3 separate regions of the Zea mays genome follow, and all the other regions are linked to region 3. Evidence: chromatin contacts called from public Hi-C data. All regions are on one chromosome and are shown on one strand. The core of a region is the stretch at or near the end of the contact, and the rest is flanking DNA. Distances in the headings are between cores, read along the strand shown.

Region 1 (2,700 bases), core at 159-2,658, 210 kb before region 3:
TGAACTCTCAAGCTTCCACAACAATCCAACACACAGTGGAGTAGGGTATTACGCTTCGGTGGCCCAAACCACTCTAAACTCTCGCGTGTTCATGTGCTCGGTAATCGCTTAGCCGGACAGGCAAAACGCTTAAGCCCCTTCCTTATCTTAGGATTAAGGGCGGGTGCACTCCGCCACCCGGCCGGAGAATTCCCTCTCTGACAACAAGCATTCCTATTGAATTATATATTATGCCTCTAAACTTAAAGAGATATGATAAATAAGTAATAATACCGAAAATAGTAGGATTTATATGACACACTAGGGTTGGAATCTGTTTCAAATTTGAAACAGAAAGATGAATCAAAATTGAATTCAAACTTGAAATTTGAAAATGAAAACCAAAAGAGGAAAATAAAAAAAGAAATGAGAATGTACCCGTATTGGGCATGAATCCTCAGCTGACCCAAATTCTCTCAACTCGCGCGGCCCACCAATTCCCTTTCACGTCGGCCCAGCTCCACGTTGCGCAGCCCAACCCGCGCTTGGTCAGCCCAGTTGTCCCCCGCGTCACGATTGCTGGGTGACAGGTGGGACCAACCTGTCTGCGTGACCTCCACTCACGCGTACGCAGAGCACTCCCTTCTGATCACTGGACTGCGGGCCCGCCCTGTTAACCGGACTCCTTCAACAGAACCCGTCGTCTTCCCCCTGGCCATTCTCAACAGATGACGCGCGTTGCTCGCGCATCTCTGGACTCGATTCCCTCTGGCTGAAGTCCGAGGCTTCAGCAATATAAAGGGGGGTGGAGGGCACCGCAGCCACCCCATCCACTCGGTGCCCGTCGGCCACCTCGGGCAAAGCCAAGCGCCCCCACTAAGCATCCAGGAAAGAGAGAACCGAGAAAGAGAGAGAGAGAGAGAGTTTCACTGTCGGTCAGAGATGACGATGGAGCTTGTCCGTGACGCGCGTCACCGGACCTCGGCATCGGGCTAGGGAGATCGGCAAGTTCGCGCTGGACGCAGGGGGTGTTCCCTGTGCTTACAGCGTTGGGAGGGCACCGCGTTATCACCGCGCGAAGAAGATCGAGTGGGACTGCCGTAGTGCGTCGCTGCTCGTCCCTGGGCTGAGCCACGGTATGCCTCCATTATTTTCTCGCCGTTACCACCCCTTTGATGTTTTAGCTTATACGGCGGGAGTGCAGGGCAGGTCCGCCATCATGGCGCGCGGACGTCGGTGTCTAGGAGTCGTGAGGAAGAAGACACCAGTAGGTCCGTTGATCCTGTGACTGACGACCGGGATGAATTCTTGCATACCGATTCGTAGGGATCTCATCTGGAACGTAGGATGAGCAATAAGTGGCAGAGATTAGATCCGCGAGTCATTAAATCCTGACCGTAGATTATGAATCGTGTGGCCCCGTTATGTACCGATTCGTAATAGCCTAGGTCTAATCTAGGCCCTTGTGTCTGGGTCGGATGGCTCAGAATCCATCATATCTCTTCGCCATGCCATTTCACTAAAGAGACCCTATGCTTTTAGGTATTCAACCCGCGGTCCTGGCGCCAGTCATTCTGGGTCTTGGGAAGACTTATACTGAGACCCCTACACATTCTAATAATAGTGCGCCCGGTCCAGAGAATTGATTATTTAGATAAATAGTTAAAGAAATTGAATTTTAATACCAAAATAATTCCAAAGAACTTATATAATTCATATTAAATTCATTTTAGCTCAAAATTAATCCATTCCAAATTCTATAATTTATAAAATTGTTGTTTATCATTTAGTGTCTCTGTTTTGACATGAAAGCCACATTAAAATTTATACCTTAATTAATCTTGTATCAAATACATAAAACCTTCAGAAATTCATAACTCTTTCATTTTAATTCCAAATTGACTCGTTCCAGTTGCGTTAGCTTCGTATAAATATTTACTACGCAGTAGCAACATTTGTTATATGATATCCCCTACTTTTATAATTAGGTAACTAATTGGATTAAACTATGTCTATTGGATTAACTTCTTTAATATTAATATAATATTATGATCTTAGGATTATAACTTGACTAGATGATCTTTAATCAAATAATGACCTAGATTAAAGTTGAGACAGTTATTTAGAGAATAACCTCTCATATAATTTATATTAACCCAATTATAATATAGTTTAATATTTTAATCACACAAATCTTTTACAAAATCATAACTCCTTGATCGTAACTCCGATTTTAATAGTTCTCGATCTCGTGATCTCGTAGCTTCGCGTAGATCATTATTATTTAGTTTGTACTTATGTTTGGTGTGATGTTAATTTTATCTATACCATGTCTGTTTGTCTTTCTACGACTAGCGATGAGATCACGTGGATCTGAAGAATCACCCTGGTAACTGGAATCTCAAGTGCCAGGCAAGTTGTGCCCTTGATCCACTTTTGTTACCTAATAATATTCTTTATTATCACTATTCAATGCATAGGTTTAATTTTGATGGGAACCAATAGGTCACCCTAGTCTGATTATCTTTTACCTTGTTTACTCTGAATCACTTGGGTAGTTTTGCTATTGCTTTATACAGTTTTGGGTTAATATTTCATTATATCCATGTTCCTATAACTTTGTTATTCTATTTATGTTCATGTCAAGATCATTAATGTTAATTGGAACATGGAGCTTAACTTGAGAAACACGTGCCACCACAAGGGTGGAATGGGACGCCA
Region 2 (2,700 bases), core at 127-2,626, 200 kb after region 3:
GAGCCACTTCCCCACACAAGAGTCGAGCCAAGCCAGCCATTTATTGTGGCCCAACCATCTCCTCTTCAAATGACTTAACGCACTCAAAATGACTTAATGTTTTCTTTTATGCTTAATGTTGTAATGTTGCCTGAACGATTGAATAACTTAATGTTGCCTACAATGACTGAACTAAAAACAACAAATGACTAAGAAAAACATGAAAAATGAATAAAAACAAAAATTGACTTAATGTTGCCTAGAACCTGGAATTACTGAAAAATCAGGAATGTCTGAGAAAACACGAAGAATGGCTGAAAACAAAAAATACTTAATGTTTCCCTGAAAATGACTTAATATTTTTCTGAAAAACAAGAATAACTTAATGCTTTCCCGAAAATAACTTAATGTTTTACCGGACCAAGGGAGCCGAGCCATGCAAGCGTGAAACAGAGCCAATCGGGCCTTAAGGGAGCCACGCGGGAAAAGGAGTCGCACGTGACGTAAAGGGAGCTGAGCCGCGCGTGGAGAGGCGGGCTCGGTCGGACAGGTGCACTCATCAGTACAGGTGATGAGCCGTTAGGTCCATCATACTAGGTAATGAATATGTTATATATGTAGTGAAGTAAAATTTTCTACTTCCAAATCAACTAGTAATATGATATTAATCAATAGTACACCTTCTATTTCTCTTTATAAACGTAAACATTAAAATGTATTATCGAACAGATACTAAAGATTTAAGATTTATTAAATTCTTAGCGAACACCGTTCTATGCTCGTTGATGTTATGACCAAAAGAGTCTACGCGTGATTTTAATGTAAGGTGTAATAACAGTTATAAGTGATGCCAAAAAAATCTAGAACGAATGGGATACATCATGTAGTGTAGATCGAAGGACAATCGGCTGAAGAGATCTAAAAGGAGTATTTCGTTGTTCACGTTGAAAGTGAAACGGAAAGGTCGAGAATCGAGATGGGAGTGAAAACGGACGGGTTCTATCAACACTCAGCAGTATATACCTCTCGTCCTCCACGTCTCGTGGAGCCGTGGACCGAGACCCGCACCCTGTCCCCTGGCTCCCATCCCTCGTCATTCATCCTTGTGTTTGTTCAGCGGGAGGTGTCCTGTTACCCTGTCCCTGTTCTTCTCGTTCCTGCCTCTTGCAGAATTTTGGAAACAGGTTGTGGCGGCGTTCAAGCCTGTAAAGCTCTCCCTTTTCCGATCCACATCATCTCTGCATTTTGGGAAACAGGTTGTTTGCATTTCATAATCAGAGCCCACCCTTTTCCAGCGGACTAATCCTTCCTTGTTTTGCGCTAAAGCAGTCCAGTTAGCATTGCTCACTCATAAAGTCTGTTGAGGCAGCGTTGAGCTCTTTCTGCAGTGTGTATTCCTTGCTTCCCGCAATCCAAAGACGCCTCCTTTCCTCGTCTCCAAATCCGCAAAGTTTTCGTCCATTTGGCAATCTCGTCAGTGCTTGTCAAGCTCTAGAATCAAAGCCTGATCCCAACTTCTGCGCCAAAATCCCATCTTTAGTGATTCCGTCCAGTCCGATGGGGACGCTCGGGGACAGACTGCGGGCCTTCTCGACGAACCGGTGGCTGGTGTTCGTCGCCGCAATGTGGCTGCAGTCCATGGCCGGCATCGGGTACCTCTTTGGCACCATCTCGCCGGTCATCAAGGCCGCGCTGGGCTACAACCAGCGCCAGGTGGCCGCGCTCGGCGTCGCCAAGGACCTCGGCGACTGCGTCGGCTTCCTCGCCGGCTCGCTCTCGGCCGTGCTGCCGTCGTGGGCGATGCTGCTCATCGGCTCCGTGCAGAACTTCCTCGGCTACGGCTGGCTCTGGCTCATCGTCACCAGGCAGGCGCCGGCACTGCCCCTCTGGATGGTGAGTTCGTCTTTTGCTTTTTTCTTGTTTACTCCGTTCAATGGTTGTTCGTGTTATGAACAGTAGAACGGTTCGGTTTAGCCTTTTTTGTTTAGGAGGAAAATTAACTGCTCTTGGTCATGAAATCTGGAGATTACAGGAGTTACTGCCGAATTACAGCACAAGTAGTCCACTTGTTGGCTGTCAAATTGTTCTGTTCCCCAGTGACAAAACTCGATCTATTTCTATTTGTGCTGTGAACTGCTCATTTGTTTATAGAGTTGCCAGGTAGGTGGGCCTGAGATGGGGATATAGCCTGTGCAGTCGATCATGTTAGTGCAAATATGCAATCAAACAATCTGATGCATCTAATTAAAATCCAATAATTTACATTTAACTCATTCCACTTGAGACCTAGTACCTATTTTATATTTAATCCCTCCCACCTAAAATAGCAGTCACCATTGAATTTTGATCGTATGTATTAGATCACATGATTGCATTTTGTACCAATATGATCGATTGCATAAGATATCTTCCCCCTAAGATGTGTCCTGATGATTAAAATTAAACAGTTTGACTGAACCAGCTAAGGAACAACTGGATCGTAAATCAGATCAAGTGCAATGATGGCTTTTCTAAGCACGTTAGTTTACTTCTTGAAGTCACCAATCAAATCACATGAGTGTACAGCTGAGGGTATATTCGTTTTTAGTGTCCGTATTTAGGTTGTCGTTGTCACTGATGTTGGGCCATGTGCACAACGTTTTGTAATTTAATAGTGGTGTAACCATTATGAATTATATACATCGACAGTAACTGGTTGCTACCTTTTCTCAATTTCAAGGT
Region 3 (2,700 bases), core at 96-2,595:
CTCGCCTTCTGGCTCGGGGACCTCCTCCGCCCCCGGGACACGCCCCACTCCGCTGCCAAAATATCCAAGCTGTTGCATATCCTGAATGCGGACCGAGGAAATCCGCGACACACCAAACTCCATTGTATCACTAGGATGTAACTCCTCCGTCGCCATGTTGCTCAAAGTGTCCTCGGACGATGCGCCGGCCGGCGGTGTATTTGCAACAGATGAGGAAGAGGACGACATGGCTACGTACCGTCGGCGGCGGCGGGCGGTCTGCTTGACGCGGGCCAGATCTCCGATGAGCAGGAGCAAGGAGGGCAGGCGAGCGGACGAACGGTTTAAAAAGGAGGCTAGGGTTTTGCGGCGCGCAGAAAGAGAACCTGACCCGCGCCGCCCCGCTCCCCTTTTTATACACAGGACGCGACACTTCGGGAAACCCGCAGTCCAACAGTACCACGTCCGTCAACACTCACATCAAAAACCCCCACAGAACCACTTCGAGCGAGGGCAGCGTCTCCACCATCTAGCAATGTCTTCGGCACCAGATGACTTAGTCGAACTGGTCCCTCGGAGGGCAAATGTTGGGGCGAAGGCGAAGACGCTACCCTTCGCTCGATGCCTTCGCCAATCTCGCTGCACCAATGGAGGCGAAACGATCGGCGGGTTCCACCCTTCGTCCACTACGCTGCAAGACGAAGGCCTACGACGAGGTCGCCCCCGTCCCGCGTCCTCGTCGAACACGAAAGCCCACGTGGAATTCGGCCCATTGTAACAGGCCCCGCGCGTCTGAGTGTGTTACGGGCCCGATTTGTAAGGGCTTTTCTGTAATGATAGTCTGTAACCCAGCTTATGGGAATATTCCGGGGATAACCTAGGTGCCTGAGGGCACATGCGTTCTTACTCCAAGACGTTGGTCACTTAGGCACCTATAAATACCTCCGTACAGTGACCTTGAGAGGCTAAATCAAAAGAGCAATTGTCATCTCAAGCTAAAACCTTGTTTGCATTCCTCTTATTCCCCCGTTGGATCATCTTGCCCAAGAGCGCAAGTTCCAATAGTCCGTTTGGTCAAGTTCTTTGGTCATCTATATATATATAGTCCGAGATTTCGTATTGTATAAATGTGTTTGTGAACTGTGACAATATATAAAGTCCGAGATTTCGTATTATTGAAATAGGTGCGTGAACCGTGGCATTGATATTTTTTTTTCAATTTTAATGACCCGTCGACTGAAGGTGGACGTGTGCGTCGCTTGTTTGTCTACCGTACTTGCGTGTGCGTCTCTTGTTTGCCTGCGATTGAAAGCCTTCTCTGACCTGTCTCCAAATTGGCATTCCTGAGCAAAAATCCCCTGCAACCCGACCCATGGCCATGGGCAAGCTCGAGGAGAGGACGCGTGCGTTCTGGACGAACCGATGGCTTGTGTTCGTTGGGGCCATGTGGATGCAGTCCATGGCCGGCACCACTTACATCTTCGGCGCCATCTCGCCGGTGGTCAAGGCCAGGCTGGGCTACGACCAGCCGCAGGTGGCCGCGCTGGGTGTCGCCAAGAACGTTGGCGGCTGCCTCGGCCTCCTCGCCGGCGCGCTCTCGGCGACGTGGCCGCCGTGGGCGCTGCTGGCCATCGGCGCCGCGCAGAACTTCCTCGGCTACGGCTGGCTCTGGCTCGTCGTCTCCGGGAACGCGCCGGCGCTGCCCCTCTGGCTGGTATGCTGCTGATCCTGGCTGTTTGGAGTTGGTTAAATTTCGGGAAAAAAGGAAGAAAAAGTTGAGAAAAAAGGAGGGAATTTCGGTGTACATATCTGGTCCACGTAGGACTTGGTTACCCTGCCCCATATGCCAGTGACTTTTTTTTTAAAAAAATGTATAAGCAATTAAGCATCCATGTCCATATCCATTCCACTTCCACCCATCCCCGTGGCTTCTGTCTGCTGCGACCCTGCTCCACTCCGTCTGCATCACCTGTCACGGTTGTCACCTCCACCACGGCTCCAGCTCCACCCGCGCTGGTTTAGGGCCGCTGCTGGGCGGGTGACGAGCGCGGCTGTCGGATTCCGCCGAGCCTCAGTATGCGGGCAGCGGGCGCGGCCTCCGCCTCCGCCACACCAGCCCTGGCGTTCCCCTTGTCTTCCCCTATATATACAGATCGGTCTGATTTTACTTTTTTTGACATGGCTCCATTTATGCTTACTCCCTCACACCCAAAATTAGTCTCCACTCTCGCATTTTGAAAGAAAATTGTATCAATATTTCTATCTTCAAATAGATTTACTACGAAGATTCATGACGTGATTAATCTAATGATGCTTGTCTGATATCATAAATATTACTAGTATGTTTTGGTATAGATTTGGCCAAAGTTAATATTGTTTGGCTTATCGAAGTGCGGGATGGAGACTTATTTTAGGACAGGACGGAGGGAGTACATCGGAGCTGCTCTTGTGTCATGACTGTGCCACATTATGCCAGAGGGGAGTAAACTATGCGAGTTTTCCATTCTGAAAACAAGTGATTCAACATATTTCACGCCACACCATAAACGGACACCTCAAAGTTATGATTTTGCTGTGGATGGCTGGCAACTGGTATCAGCACAAAATCTGGTTACCATCATTATTTGCATGTTTCCAGCTCAACTGAAAATGATGTGCACTGCATTTGTTTCTGCCTTGTCTTGCTTTATTGTTTTTTTCCTTTTATCGTGTTCCTCTTAT

The links. Hi-C and Micro-C count contacts between places; a contact is called where the count stands out from the background.
Region 1: a contact with region 3 is called in a Hi-C map of leaf, with 7 times the contacts expected there. The contact joins the enhancer-like site here to the promoter of LOC100501814 in region 3. A contact is called at or near these places in 4 of 25 Hi-C or Micro-C datasets (ear, leaf and tassel).
Region 2: a contact with region 3 is called in a Hi-C map of bundle sheath, with 2.7 times the contacts expected there. The contact joins the promoter of LOC100382788 here to the promoter of LOC100501814 in region 3. A contact is called at or near these places in 10 of 25 Hi-C or Micro-C datasets (bundle sheath, ear, endosperm and 3 more).

What each region holds. Positions count from the first base shown.
Region 1 is chr2:72,422,404-72,425,103 of Zm-B73-REFERENCE-NAM-5.0, reverse strand. No RefSeq gene overlaps it. Among protein-coding and RNA genes, the nearest start is that of LOC109944512, 7.6 kb to the left of the region's middle. Within about 2 kb of position 1,408, at least 18 of the 20 cell types and tissues checked have an H3K27ac peak or open chromatin away from gene starts, as enhancers often do. A contact at or near this core is called in ear, leaf and tassel, where this site is marked.
Region 2 is chr2:72,018,882-72,021,581 of Zm-B73-REFERENCE-NAM-5.0, reverse strand. LOC100382788 reads left to right here and starts at 1,376. Exons shown (of 3, transcript NM_001175492.1): 1 at 1,376-1,872. The coding sequence starts at 1,870.
Region 3 is chr2:72,216,738-72,219,437 of Zm-B73-REFERENCE-NAM-5.0, reverse strand. It overlaps LOC100501814 (Major facilitator superfamily protein), which reads left to right and starts at 1,345. Exons shown (of 3, transcript NM_001401914.1): 1 at 1,345-1,693. The coding sequence starts at 1,352.